Regions from separate parts of the Arachis hypogaea genome. Here region 1 is linked to region 2. Evidence: chromatin contacts called from public Hi-C data. All regions are on one chromosome and are shown on one strand. Each heading gives the region's core, a stretch centred on a gene start, on an enhancer-like site or on the middle of the called end of the contact. The rest is flanking DNA. Distances are from core to core; before and after follow the strand shown.

Evidence for each region. A called contact is a pair of places that touch in the nucleus more often than the background predicts.
Region 1: a Hi-C map of leaf shows a contact between it and region 2, with 2.1 times the contacts expected there. The contact joins two enhancer-like sites. A contact is called at or near these places in 4 of 8 Hi-C or Micro-C datasets (leaf and an unstated tissue).

Annotation. Positions count from the first base shown.
Region 1 is chr13:143,916,734-143,923,607 of arahy.Tifrunner.gnm2.J5K5, forward strand. It overlaps LOC140178042 (a long non-coding RNA gene), which reads right to left and starts at 6,773. Exons shown (of 3, transcript XR_011870112.1): 1 at 6,606-6,773; 2 at 6,455-6,509; 3 at 5,946-6,371. Within about 2 kb of position 2,053, at least 1 of the 3 cell types and tissues checked has open chromatin away from gene starts, as enhancers often do.
Region 2 is chr13:143,872,273-143,879,124 of arahy.Tifrunner.gnm2.J5K5, forward strand. LOC112792550 (auxin response factor 6) reads right to left here and starts at 1,269. Exons shown (of 14, transcript XM_025835830.3): 1 at 95-1,269. The coding sequence starts at 137. Within about 2 kb of position 4,994, at least 1 of the 3 cell types and tissues checked has open chromatin away from gene starts, as enhancers often do.

The DNA of each region.
Region 1 (6,874 bases), core at 803-3,302, 42 kb after region 2:
CTAACACCACAACTTCACTTTTCACTGTCATTATTCACTTCCACGGTCAGCAGTTATTATTACTGGTCACCTAATCCTAAATTTTAAATTTTAAAATTTTTAAAATGTAAAAATTTAAAAATAATTTAATAAAAAATTGGATAATATTGATTGTGTTAAAATTAATTTCTTATACGTATTTTAAATGATTTAGAATGAACAAGCTTATTTTGTTTTTCTATTTTGGATTTACCTAACATTTGGTTATTATTCGTAAATCTTAAAAATTTTTATTTTAAAAAATACACAATGAATGTTTACAAATTTAAATTTTATACTTTTGTAAAAACTTTAATTAATAACCTTAATAAATATTTTTATAACATATGTTAACTAAACCGTTAATGTTTTTAAAACATTAAAATATAAGTACATCCTGATTTAACTATACAAAACCAGTTAAGACTTAAGAGGAATACAGCAGCAAGGAATTAGGGAGACAACCCTAACCGAATATTGTGTGGAGTTCGTCTCGTAATCATGTCGGTATATGTAATGACTCATTAGTTTCAAAAAAAAAAAAGCTTGAAAAAGTGTCGCTAATCATAATTACTACTCCTAATCAAAAGTGTCTAGTCACAAGTCCCCCTTTTAAAAAAGGTGGTTTGATTTGTTACCTAATAATAATAAGTTAAATTTTCAATATAATAACCGAAGCAAAATGAATTTTACTATCGAAATTCATTATCTTCAAAATATTGACAAATATTTTTAAAATGCTTATAGCAAAGTACTCTCAAAGTTAAATCTATACTAAATTAGGCCCAAAAGTTGCCTTTCGATACGTATTTGATACAAATATAAAAAGGTAGCCTTTTTTACAAGACAAAAAAAATTACTTTTTCAATATTTTAAAAAAATAAGGACAATGGAAATTAAAACGTTTTTTTTAATAAAAAAATAATATTTATACTTTTAATTTATTTTTAAATTTTTTATTATTTTAGACAGCAACAATACCATAGACAATAATAACTGCGACATAAGCTAAGAAACTACAATGCAGCCGCTGGCAGCACAATAAAACTATAGCGCATGTGCTACTTGTGATATTGTATTGGAGCTTCTGCCAAACAATTGCTATATATATTCTTTCTCCCTTTTAATAACTTTCACCTTTTATATATTCTTTTTTTTCCTCCCAAACACAAATTCTTTAAAATGGTTAACGAGCATATAATAATTGTTGTTTATCCGAATGTAATAATATTATGCAAAGATAATGATACACATTTTAAAAATAATAATTCTGTCATCATTATACATATTTAACAGTTATAGTTGTTGACAGAGTTTAAAAATTTAATTTTTGGTCAACATGAATGTTTGGAATTAAATATGTTCAAAAAATTAAATACTATTAAAAAATGACAGCAATTTCTATTACTCTGGTAATAATAATATCTATCTATTTTTCTATTTATTTGTTTTATTTTTTGTTTGTTCTAGAGTACTATTAAAAATTATAGCAATAATTTTCTTGGTATCTATTTTTGCCCTAGGTCAATATCCAAGCGGGCCAAATTATTAGAGCCTTACAGCAATAGAGATAAAAGGAACAGGGAATTGAACATGTTGACCAAAATGTGTTCATTTGGAACCTCTTTGTTTGCCATTTGTTTCAAAGGTATAATTGGCAGACGGGGGCAGCAGGGCAAGAAAGCATGCCAGCAGCCTCTTAGATTTTTTCTTGGCCATGTTTCGGGTGACATAGGGAATTCCAACATACTGTACTACTACTAATCAAAAAGAAAAGAATAAAAAAAAGAAAAAGAAAAAAGAAAAATCCCATTAGCCAGGAGTTCTTGTTTTCAATTATAGTAATCCATGTTTGCATCCTCTCTTAATTATGAAAATTGGACCTACCTACAACTCCCCCTACACTGAAACAACATTCTGTTGTCTTTCAAGTTTCAAGTCAAACCTCTAATGAATCTCTTTCATTTACATTATATTAATGATGATTCCATCTACTATATTTTGATTAATCTATTTATCACTCTTAAACAAATATACATGTATGTGGCATAGTCAAAGATGTAGTGGTGGGACTGTGGGAGAAATATTGAAGTACCTACTAGACATTGAAGTATCAACTAAATTGGGGTTTGAAATAAAATATTCAGTGTTACGTAGAAAAATGGGAATTATATACAATTATACATACTCCACCAGTGATGTGGGTTGGTCAACATTTTTTTTAATCAAATGATTATAGCTTTGAGGATATTGGTATTCTCTAATCTCTGCGGAGTTGAATTCAAAACTACTGGAGTATTCCTTTAGATATATTTGAAAACTTTTTGTTTTATTTTATTTATTTATTTTTCTTTAACATATGTTTTATGGACATATTTTAATTTAAAAATAGTATTAAAAATGATTGAAAATATTTTTTATATATTTTCAATGTATTAAATATATATTTTTAAAAATTTATTATTATAAAATTAAATATAAAAATTAAATTATTCTCTCTTTATCTATAAAAGATTGCCAATAAGTCCCACTTGGATGTGAAGCCTATTTAGGAATCCACGCGTTTATTAATGGGACCACATTCCAAGCATGGCAAGTGGGTTGGGATTAACCATGCAGTGCGAGTTTTGGTTTTAAAAACGTTTCTTACTATTTTGATTTCAATCGAGAGAAGCTAATCAAACTATTGTTGGGATTTATTAATATTAGTCCCAAGTTTGGTATTTAATGTGGCGAGGGCATTCAAGATTCAAGATCCAGCAAAGGAATCAATTAGTGTAAGTCACAAAGAATAAATTAAAGTTTAGAAGTAGAGAGGACACATCTGGGTTTTAACTAGATTTTACTCAAACATATTCTGAAAATTACTATTAAATTAATTAATAATTACTAGATTAATCTGTTTTCTTGCAACTAGTGGAAGTGAAGTTCTAGACTAGGATTAAAAGGCCCTCTCTCAATCTATAAGGGCCCATTTGGTTGGTGTTCATATTCATTAAAAACATAAATACAGTGATATATGTATATTATTTATTTAATGAGACACAAAATTATTATAGATACGGTGATATACACATAAATATAAAATAAATATTTTTAATATTTTAATTTTAATATGTGACACACATTTGAAATACAGAAACAATTTATTATTTTTATTTTTGTCCTTATTATCTTTTTTTATTTTCATTTATATCATTTTTCTTTTAACCATAATCTATTTCTTTTTCTCTTCTTTCCTACATTTTATCTCATGGCCTCCTTTCTTCCTCCATGCCTCCCACCCCAACTGCCGCCTCACTTTCTCTGTCCCTCTTCACCGTTTCTATTTTTTTATCCTTTTTTGCCGCCTCTCATTCTCCTTCTCCTTCTCCTTCCCCGCTTTCTCTTTCACTGTCTCTCATCATCTTCTTTATCTCCACTATCTCAACTCTTCTCTCCTACCTGGCTTCCTTATCTCCGAGTTTCTCTCTATTTAGATTCGTCGTTGCCTCTACTTTGCATCCGTCTTTACCAAATTCACCGTCGCTGCCTTTGTCGCACCTCCCTCTCCATCTCTCAATCTACCTCATAGACCTATCTCCGTCTCTCTGCCTCTTTCAGTTTTGCCTGCACTTCTTTTCTACAATTATTCTGCTTCTCCTCCTCGTTGCCATATCCATCTAGTTCTCTCTTTTATTTTTTCTAATTCATATATTATTTATTTATTTATTATTTAGATGATTAAAAATTGTGTTTATATATTAAATTGGATTGGATCTAAAATTTTAATTTATTCTTTGTTTGCTATTATTAATAGTTGTAATTTGTATTGCAATGGTGGTAGAGAGGTGGTTATGGTGGTTTTAATGGTGGTAATTTGAACAGAAATTGTAACACCTACCACACAGAGTTTTACGCTTAAACCGTAAAACAGAGGTAGTGTGACACTACGACCTCTAAAATAAAATATAAATATATAATATAGTTGAAAGAATATAATATTTGAGGAGTCTTGAAGGTTGGTTAAAGCAAAATCGTAAAAATAAAAGTGCAACGCTCAAGATAACGTTGACTTGTGTACGAAGAAAGTAAAAATATATACATACATAACAAAACAAAAAACCTAAAGTCCCATCTTCGCGGCAATTGAAACTCCAGATGCCTAGTGAGGTGCCTCTCGACCTGCATCTGAAAATAACAATATTTATATGGAATGAGAACCGGTAGTTCTCAGCATGGTAATAGTGCCCACATACATAATATATAAGGTCTCGTAAAAATTAGAGGCAATCCCAGATTTTGACACTCAAATTTAAATCATAAAGTTATAATTTAAAACCAGAAACAAGGTGGCTGGGGTATCTAAAGCACTTAATTAGGTCTAACTCAATTCTATCTTAATCTATTCTAACTCAATCCCTCATTTTTTCCTTTTCCTCCAATCCTCCAAAATTTCGGTGGAACTTCCATCGTCACTCCTCCGCCAGACGAGAGGTATATCAGTTGCATAGACATACAATGCATGCAAGTAATACACAAGTAGAGGTACAATTACGGCAAGTAAAACAAGTAGCAGATAAGCAGAGTTATATAGTTAAGCAATCCAAATACAATGCACACCCAAGAAAAACATACAAATACATATGATGCATGCCTGTCCAATGGCTGATGATATCATCTGTCGGTTATATAGCCAACCCGACATGTCCTGGTAGCTAACCGTGAAAAGAAACACCCTTTGCGGAGCAAGTAGGTCAAAGTTACAACACCCTTGCTACTACCTGCTTAACCCAGAGCAAGTGGAATTAAACCACTACTGCTGCTACTACCCAAGCAGGTGTTTAAAAGCTCAACTTGGAGTAAGTGAAATAATCCACTACTGCTGCTACTACCCAGGCGTCACAATCGCTGACCTAGAGCAAGCGAGACGAATCACAATCCTTGCTACTGCCCAGGTTTCACATTCAAAAATTCATTAACATTTTCGTTATCATTTTAATTCTTTCATATTCATTCAAAATTTCATAATTAAACTCAATTTTCGTAATTTTGTTTCCTCATCTCATACCCGGAGCAAGTGGACAACGCCACTGCCTACTACCCAGGAGTCACATATCACATTCATTTACACACCATCATTTCCGTGCTTCCTCAATCACAATTCATTACTTCAAATCTTTCTTCTCTGTTAAGTTAACTCCTTCTCTAAGCTTACCCTTCTCGCTATGATTAGAACTAAGTTTCAAGGTCTTAGAAAGTAAAAATAGAGGTTTAAAAGTTTGAAATCATGTTAAAATCACAAAAACACAATTTTGCTGAAAAACAGGGTTCCACGTACGCGTACCGTGTTACGCGTAGGCGGGGGTGTAAATTTCCTCACTCGTGTACGCGAACTCTCTTGGCCCGAATTGATTGCTCGGGTTGCGTGTACTTGCCCGTGCACGCGAGCATATAAATTTTCACTTCTCGAATACGCGGCGCACTCCCGTGTACACGAGCATGTCTGGCCGAACCAAACGGCCGTGTCGCGTGTGCACTCGTGTACGTGAGCCCTTCTAAATGCCAAAAAGCTGCTAAGTGTTGCAGAAATGTCTTTTGCACACCCAACTTTCGACGTGTATAACTCTTTTGTTAAAAATCGTTTTTCATCCGTTTTTTGAATGGTGTAAACTTCACGGACCCAATTTTCATTTAAGATGAGTTTGAAAAAGTTTAGGGATTTGAAAAGTGAGTTATGGCTTGTCAAAGCTCAGTCAAAAATAAGTTTTTTTTTTTCAAAATCCACAAATCTCTATTTTACCAACATTTCATTCTCAAACTAAAGTTTTTCAACCCAAATTCCAACCAAAATCCTTCCATACCCTTATCACCCCTCTCTCAATGTGTCAATGTCTAATTCTATCAATTTCAATCCAACAAATTCATAATCATCCAAACTTATTCACAAATCAACAATCAATTATTATCATTACTCATAATCATTATCAAAACTCATTAATAATCAATGATTCGCCACATTCTCATCATAGGCTCAACATTCACATTCAATATCCTCGTTAATCCTCATCCAGTCACCAATCAACAACATTCATTTCAAGTTAGCTTAACAATCTCATTAACAATTCTAATACTTAACATACATACATGCTTCAACCTATCTTATAGTCGTCTAGCCTATGGTTTCACATGACATTACATATTATCTATGTGAAACTAAAACCATACATTGGCAAATTTCTCCCTAAGCCACAAGGCACCGCAAGCCCTCGAAACAAAAGCTCCAAGCTTTCACCAAGTGAGTTTCCAGCTCTGAATACCCGAGCTCAAGCTTCCAACATCATCATTATTGTTCCAATTCACATGTACAAAACCTAATTTCACACATACACAACCACTAATTTTACTATTCAATCTCATATAATTAAAGGATTCACAAGGTTTATGAGTTTCTTACCATTACCCACGAGAAGTTGGATAAAACCCGATAATTTTTTGTTGTCAGAATTCACCTAAACCATCAAAATCATTCAATTTCTCAATACCAAAACTTAAGATTTTTGAAGCTAAAAAGGGGAAGTCTGGGTGAGCAAATATGATTTTCTCACCACATCGTTCGATGAATTTTGTAGAGAATTCTGAGATGAACGCGTGGCCGCTGACGGCTCATCAATCGGAGCTTCGGATTGAAAGTTATAATGAAATGAAATTGGACCAAGGGTTTAGCTATGGCTTCTTCTCCCGCTCACCCATTTCAGCGTGTTTCCATTTCATTTGAGGGAAGAAGGGCTGATGCCCTTCATTTATATGGCAAGTGGGTTGGGTCTTGGGCCCAAAGTGAATCTAATTCGGCCCATTTAACCTAATTTTGAACCAA
Region 2 (6,852 bases), core at 3,744-6,243:
TGCAACAATAACTAGCTCCAAAACAGAGTGGAGAATAGAAAGGGAGATGAACAAGGAAGAAGAATATGCAAACAAGAGTGTATACATAACATACCTTCCTGGGGTGGAGGACAAAAATCAGCTGAAGAAAGCTTCATTTTCAGCAAAATTTCAAAACTAGAAAAAACCAAGCCAATTCCACACAGTCGATTACTAAAAACAAAAGCTCTTTAAGTAGACCAATTAAGTAGGAGCAAAATCCTCACAAGAAGAACCTCAGACCACAGAAAAATCCTTTTCTTCTCTCCCTTGCCGCTGCAAAATCTCATTCTTCTTACCTTAATCTCCCCTTTCACCAACCAAAACTCATTCCAAATCTGAACAAAAACTGAACAACCAGACAATGAATTGCCTCAGCCATTAACGAGAAATGCTAAGTAGACCCAAAAGATTCCTTCACTTCCAACCCTTCAACCAAAACCAGTTTCACTGCAAAAGATAACTTTTTTACTTTCACTCTTCATTCCCTTCCAATCCTACTCAATCCCCACCACCCAAAGTTCCAATCTTGAACCAAACACTTCATCATACAAACGTATTTTTCCAGCTCCAAAAGCAACTAACCAGCACCACTAGTATCTTCCACGGCTCCAAATTCGGCAACAAGCTCAAAAACCAAACAACCTCAGGAACTCCGAAACCAAACAGATCTCAGCCACAAGAGAGAACGAATCCAAGAAGGCACCGGATCTCAGCAAGAACCAAACTCAGAAGAAAAAGGAGCAAATGGACTTGAGAAACTAAAACAACCTTGTAACTGAAAAACGGCTACTGTTACAAAGGTAGGCACTTGGTTCCTTTTTTTTTCCTCATGGAGGAGACAAGATAACAGTGTGCTCGCGTCTCCTTCTTTGAAAAAAAAGAAGCTCGGGTCGGTTCTTATTTGTTCTTTTTCTTTTCCAGTGTAGAAAAAATGAGCAGCAGTTAGAGGTGGTGGCGTTGTTGCTCCAAATGGAAAAATGGTGTTTTCAGTGTGCAGCTTCTTGGGTGAATGAAGACAGAACCGCCACTATTTTTCTTGGGAGTGTTCCTTTTTTCGGTCTTTGAAGTTGAAGCAGCAGAACAGAGAAAGAAAGAGAGAGAAGGGGGTGTGTATTCTGAGTCAGATTATTTTTGTTTCTTTTTTTTTTTGAGATTATTGAGAGAATGAAGAAGGCTTGGCTTCACAGTTTTGCATTTTTGCTTTATCATTATTTATATCACCTTTCGTACCCACGATTTCAGACACTCAAGGAGGGAAACAAAAATAAGCTAAACAATTTAGATATAAAAAATTTAGATATCAAAGTAGAATGAGTGTTATATTTTAATATGATAATTTTTTGTGTATTTTAAAATTATAAAATGTATATAAATTAGACCATTGATTTGTGTTTAAAAAAATTTTAAAATTTTGAGTACATATATCGGACTGTCTGTACTTTAAACACAAACCGAACGGTTCGAATGATCTGATTTGTACTCTATAAATTAAATCATTTTACATTTTAAAAAAATATCACAGTAGATCACAGTTCAAAAAAACACCATTGTTAATCTAATATTACAAATAAAAATATACCAATTCAACTCTTAATAATTTTTTCAAAGAGATTACGAGTTATTGAAATAAAAAATATTTTTTTAATTTTTATTTTTACGAGAGTATTTAGTTTTTGTGTTAATAATAAAAGATATTGATAAAAAAATTAATTAGTCTCATAAAAATAAAAATTAATGATAAAAAACATTTTTAATTAAAATTTTATTGTCTTTTGAAATAATCGTGAAAAATCGTTTAAAATTTTTTTCAAATAAAAATAAAAAAATACATTACCCTCATAATTTATGCTTTTTACTAAAGCTGCCCTCGGATCCTTCTTTCAAATATAAATAATAATAAATAATATGGTATTTTAGATTTTTAGTCAATTAACTCTTCAAAGAAAATTCTATTTTATAATACACACTTCCATCTTGGAACTAAAATGAAACTACTAGTTTCTAACTATTATTTTGCAACCGTTCAAATAAACTTGATATCTTTATCAATGATCAGAGATAGCAAATAACTCAAAAATATAAATATGAGATTGATTAAAATGATGGATGCTTTTTTCTTTCAGTTAGATGTGAGGTTTGATCTCATTCTCATCCCCATTAAGTCTAACACTTGTAAATGTGATCAATTAATGTGTTGATCTCTTAATAAAAGTTCTTAAACATGGATCAACAGAGATCCAATCAGATTAATTGGGCTTAGTAATAAAGCCCAGAAATTTGTGATTTTATTAAGAAAAAAAACTATTATTGTATAACTTTATTATATTGTAAGATATATTTATCAGAATATTGTTTAATATTGTTTGTAACTATTATGGTTATATTATTTTTCATGGAAAATTTTTATGCGATATTTTCACGAACTTATTTAAGGCAGTAATGAATAAGAGGAGTGAAAGAGAAAAGTAAAATATAACTGTGATTAGAATTTGTGAGAAGTATGAAATATTGTTGTGTAAATATAATTGTTTGAAATTTCATTTACTATTATTACTGTCAAGATATAATTACGAAGGGACAATTAAGTGGGAAATTAGGTAGCCACTAAAGGATTTGATTTTAGAGAAATTATTATGGCTCATTTCGTTTATAAAATTATTTTCATTTTAAAAATTAACTATACATAGTTACATACAACTTTCACATTTCTATTTTTTTCTAAAGAAAGTAATAATAATAAACTTTCAATTTTATTATCTTATTCAGAAATTATAAATACAAATAAAAATATTAAACATAACTAACAAAATGTTAACCCAACTAGAATTTCATTTTAATTTCACCTTATTTATTTATACTTAGATAATGAATAATTAATTGCTATATCAAATTATTACAAGATTACAGTGTAAAACAGCATTCAACTATTTATTTTTGGCGTGTGGAACGTGGAAGTATACGAAAGAACTTACAAAAGATGGAAAAAACGTACTTTAAGAAGCAAACAAATAATAATTAATTAATAGCTAAAGAAGAATATATTACATATAGAATTATTGCATATGGCAGGTTGAATTATAAACATATTAAATATACACTAAAAATCAATTATTACATCAATTACTTGTATGAAATATTTATTAAAATACAAAATAGATGATATAAAATAATATATAATTAATTTAATTATTAATTTTTATATAAATTTAATTTTAATTTATTGACAATATTTTATATAATTATATAATTATATTTATTTTTTTAAATAATTATTTATATAATTAATATAAAAAATATTTATTTTTATTAATATATTATTATATAATTAAATATACATATAAAATTATTTTATATTAACCGTACATTAAAATTAAATTCATCCTTATATACAGAATATTTGATGGAACTATTCTTAGTAAATAGATTTTTTTATGGTCTTTCTTTCGATCCTTATTGTTAGGTACACCCAATCCATGACTACTGCTTAGGATGATGACTAATTGTAGTAACCTAGGAATATGATCATATGATCATATTAAAGTTCCTCATAATTCAAGAACAACATTAGACCATATAATTTTAAAGAACTTTAATTTAACCTAACCGTTCAAATTATTAACTGTCCACAGCAATTTATGTGATTTTAAGTGATTAAAGAGGGCGTCAAAGTCAAACTAATGATTAGCGTGTCGCAATAATTGTTACATCTAGTACTTGGGTAATAATGATTAACGTGCTAATATAATCATCACTATTACTATGTTTAAGTGTATGGCATGGGTTGGGTTTGATTTTGAATGAGAAGTAGTAGAGTGACGTAAGCAGGGGTGGAATCTAGGCAATCCATGGGAGAGAATGAATCCGAACCGTTGGATGAAGGAAAAGTGGGTCCCACGAATGAAAAGAAAATAGCTGAAGGTTGATGCCTTGATGGGACTTGACAGCACTTTTTGCTCGCATTGTCGTACGATCAGCAAAACGACACGCGTTTTATTGCTCAACACTTGGCTCATTGGGTGGCATGCATTGTAAATTACCACAACTTCTCACCGACCATCCACATAATAAAAAAATAAAAAAATAAAAAATTGGAAACCACCATCTCCCCATCAATATTCATCCTTTAGATTTTAGAATTAAAAATTAAAAAAAAAATCTAAAACTAAAATAAAACATTTTTAAAAATCAAATAAAATAAAATTAATTTAAGATAATTTAGGATAAAAGATTTAACTAAAATTTACTACTTAAAATTTATAATTTAATATTTAGAATATAAAACGATAATAATTATTGGTGGTCGTTGAAAACTATAACAGAGACTAATAGTAATAATAATTATAGTGATAGAAAGAAAGAGAAAAATAGATAAATAAATATTTTTTAAAAAATATAAATGAAAAAATTGTTTTTCTACATTGCTGAAATTGACTAATTATTTATTGGTTCTTTAATTATCACTACTCAAATAAAAAACAAATCCTCACTCACTAAAACAAACACACTCAACATATGCTAGCTGTTATCCAAAATAATAATAATGAAACATTTTCTTAATATTGAATAAAAATATATTTCAACATTATAAATTAAAAAATGTAATATTTTTTTGTTAAATTATTACGAAAATATTTAAATTTCTCTCTCAAAAGAATTAATCATCATTTTTCATCTACTAGTTACTTATGCTTTTTTTTCCCCTGCAAATAATCAAATATCAAATTAATTATCCATCTCTGTTCATGTACATAATATAATAAATAAATATTAAATATGGTAAATTTAGATTATTTTGACTTTTTTCATCTGTTAAATATTATTGTACAATTATATATCTTTTTTTAATAGAATAAATATATACCTTACTACCCAACATTGAATTAACTATAGTTGGTTGAGTCGGCTTCATCATATATATATGTGTGGTAAAGGCCACAAGAAATAGAATGTAGGCTTGAATAATATCTTAGTAAATCTATGAAAAAATCTATGAAATCACGAAGTATAGATTTTTGCACATTCACTAGAACCCTACAATAGAATATATATATGGCTAGTGATGAACAAGTGAACATGAATGCAATGATTATTAGGTAGAACATCAATGTCCAATGCAAGATAGCCCATCATCTGCTACATACCATAGAGTTTGGCCTAAAGGGCACATCACATGCATGCATGTATGTCAATGTGATCATCAAAGAGTTTTGATTTCTTCGCAAATATTGAACGATAAGATACACCAATTTTGAGTCTTATATATAATGCGCAACGCAACAAAAACATATACCATGTTAGCTATTTGTCTAATACATCTATTATGGGATAACCCCTTACGATGATATTCGCAAAATTAATGTCCTCCATATATAATTTTTTTTTTAATTCCATGGTTAGATCCTTGAGTACACGTAACTTGTTCAACAGCAATGTGATTACAACGGGTGATTTATTATAATGGTCCCGTTATTATTCATTTGGACCTAATTTATTTATTTCTTATAAAGAAAAAGAAGAAATGCGGAAATAGGAGTGAGGATGAATCTTTTTTATTTTTCCTGAATAATAAATGATGGGACAAAAATTCGAGACAACACACCTGGTGACGATAGAAGAATTTTATCCGAATGTCAAAAAAAAAAAAAAAAAAAAAAAAGAGGTTACAAGTTTGTGGCTGGGATATTTGCCGTCAACTTAATTTTGCAATGTAATATTGTGTTTTATCCAAAATTGTTAGAAGCTTAGCTTGGACCACCCTTAATTACCGTTGATAACAACTATGATAAGTGCAGAGATGGTGTTGTATGTTGATGCCTACTAGAATGCATATATAATATAGCCAACTTGCTCATTATCCCAAAATATATATACCAGTACCTACTAGTATTTTAATTATTTCCTTATTAATTTTGCTCATATATAAATTGTACAAGATAGATTTACCATGACATTCTGCAAAAGCAATTATATCCAGAGTTAATTTTTTTTTTTTTGGTCGTATTATATGACACTTAGAACCCTACATTAATATTGATAGTAAGGATACATGTACAAAAGTCACCCGGTTTTAGGATTTCTTATTTAAATGATTTAAATATAATATTAACGAAAATGTGTAATATGAAGTATATTTAGGTATATACACATTGATAGAAATATAATATTAACCGTGCACATCAAACATTATAATGACGTATTTATTGGCCAAAACTGTCTTATTAATAAAATCTCTACTAGGCAGCATTGATAAAAATCTGTATGCTACTCGACCAACTTCTTTTGAATCGATTCTTCTCATGTTGTAACACCCTACTACATCAAGTTTTACGTTATAGCCGTAAATTAGAGGCAGCGAAGCATTATGACCTCTAAAATTCATAAGGTACATAATATATGAAGAATAATAATATATCTAGGAGTTTGTGAAGAAAATATGACAGAACAAAAGTTGTATAGCACTCGAAAACGTCAAAGATAACAAACGTCGACATGCCAAACAAAAGATATATGTATAAAATCTATAGATAACATACATAAAGTACTAGTCTCAACCTGCAAAGAAAGGTCGGCTAGAACATAATACAACTCAAAGATCATACAATACATCTTGCTTCTCCATGATTCAAACCTCTAAGAGGGATATTTAACTACATATACAAAAGTGGAAAAAAGTACTACATAGAGCAGATATAAATAAACCCCAAAAGTAAAGTCTTCGCTTTCTAAAGAGTTCGACATGCTCAACGAGGTGTGTCATATTCTGTATTTGAAAACAAAAATCTGACAACGGGTGGGAACTAAAAGATTTCCAGTAGGATAATAATTCCGAAT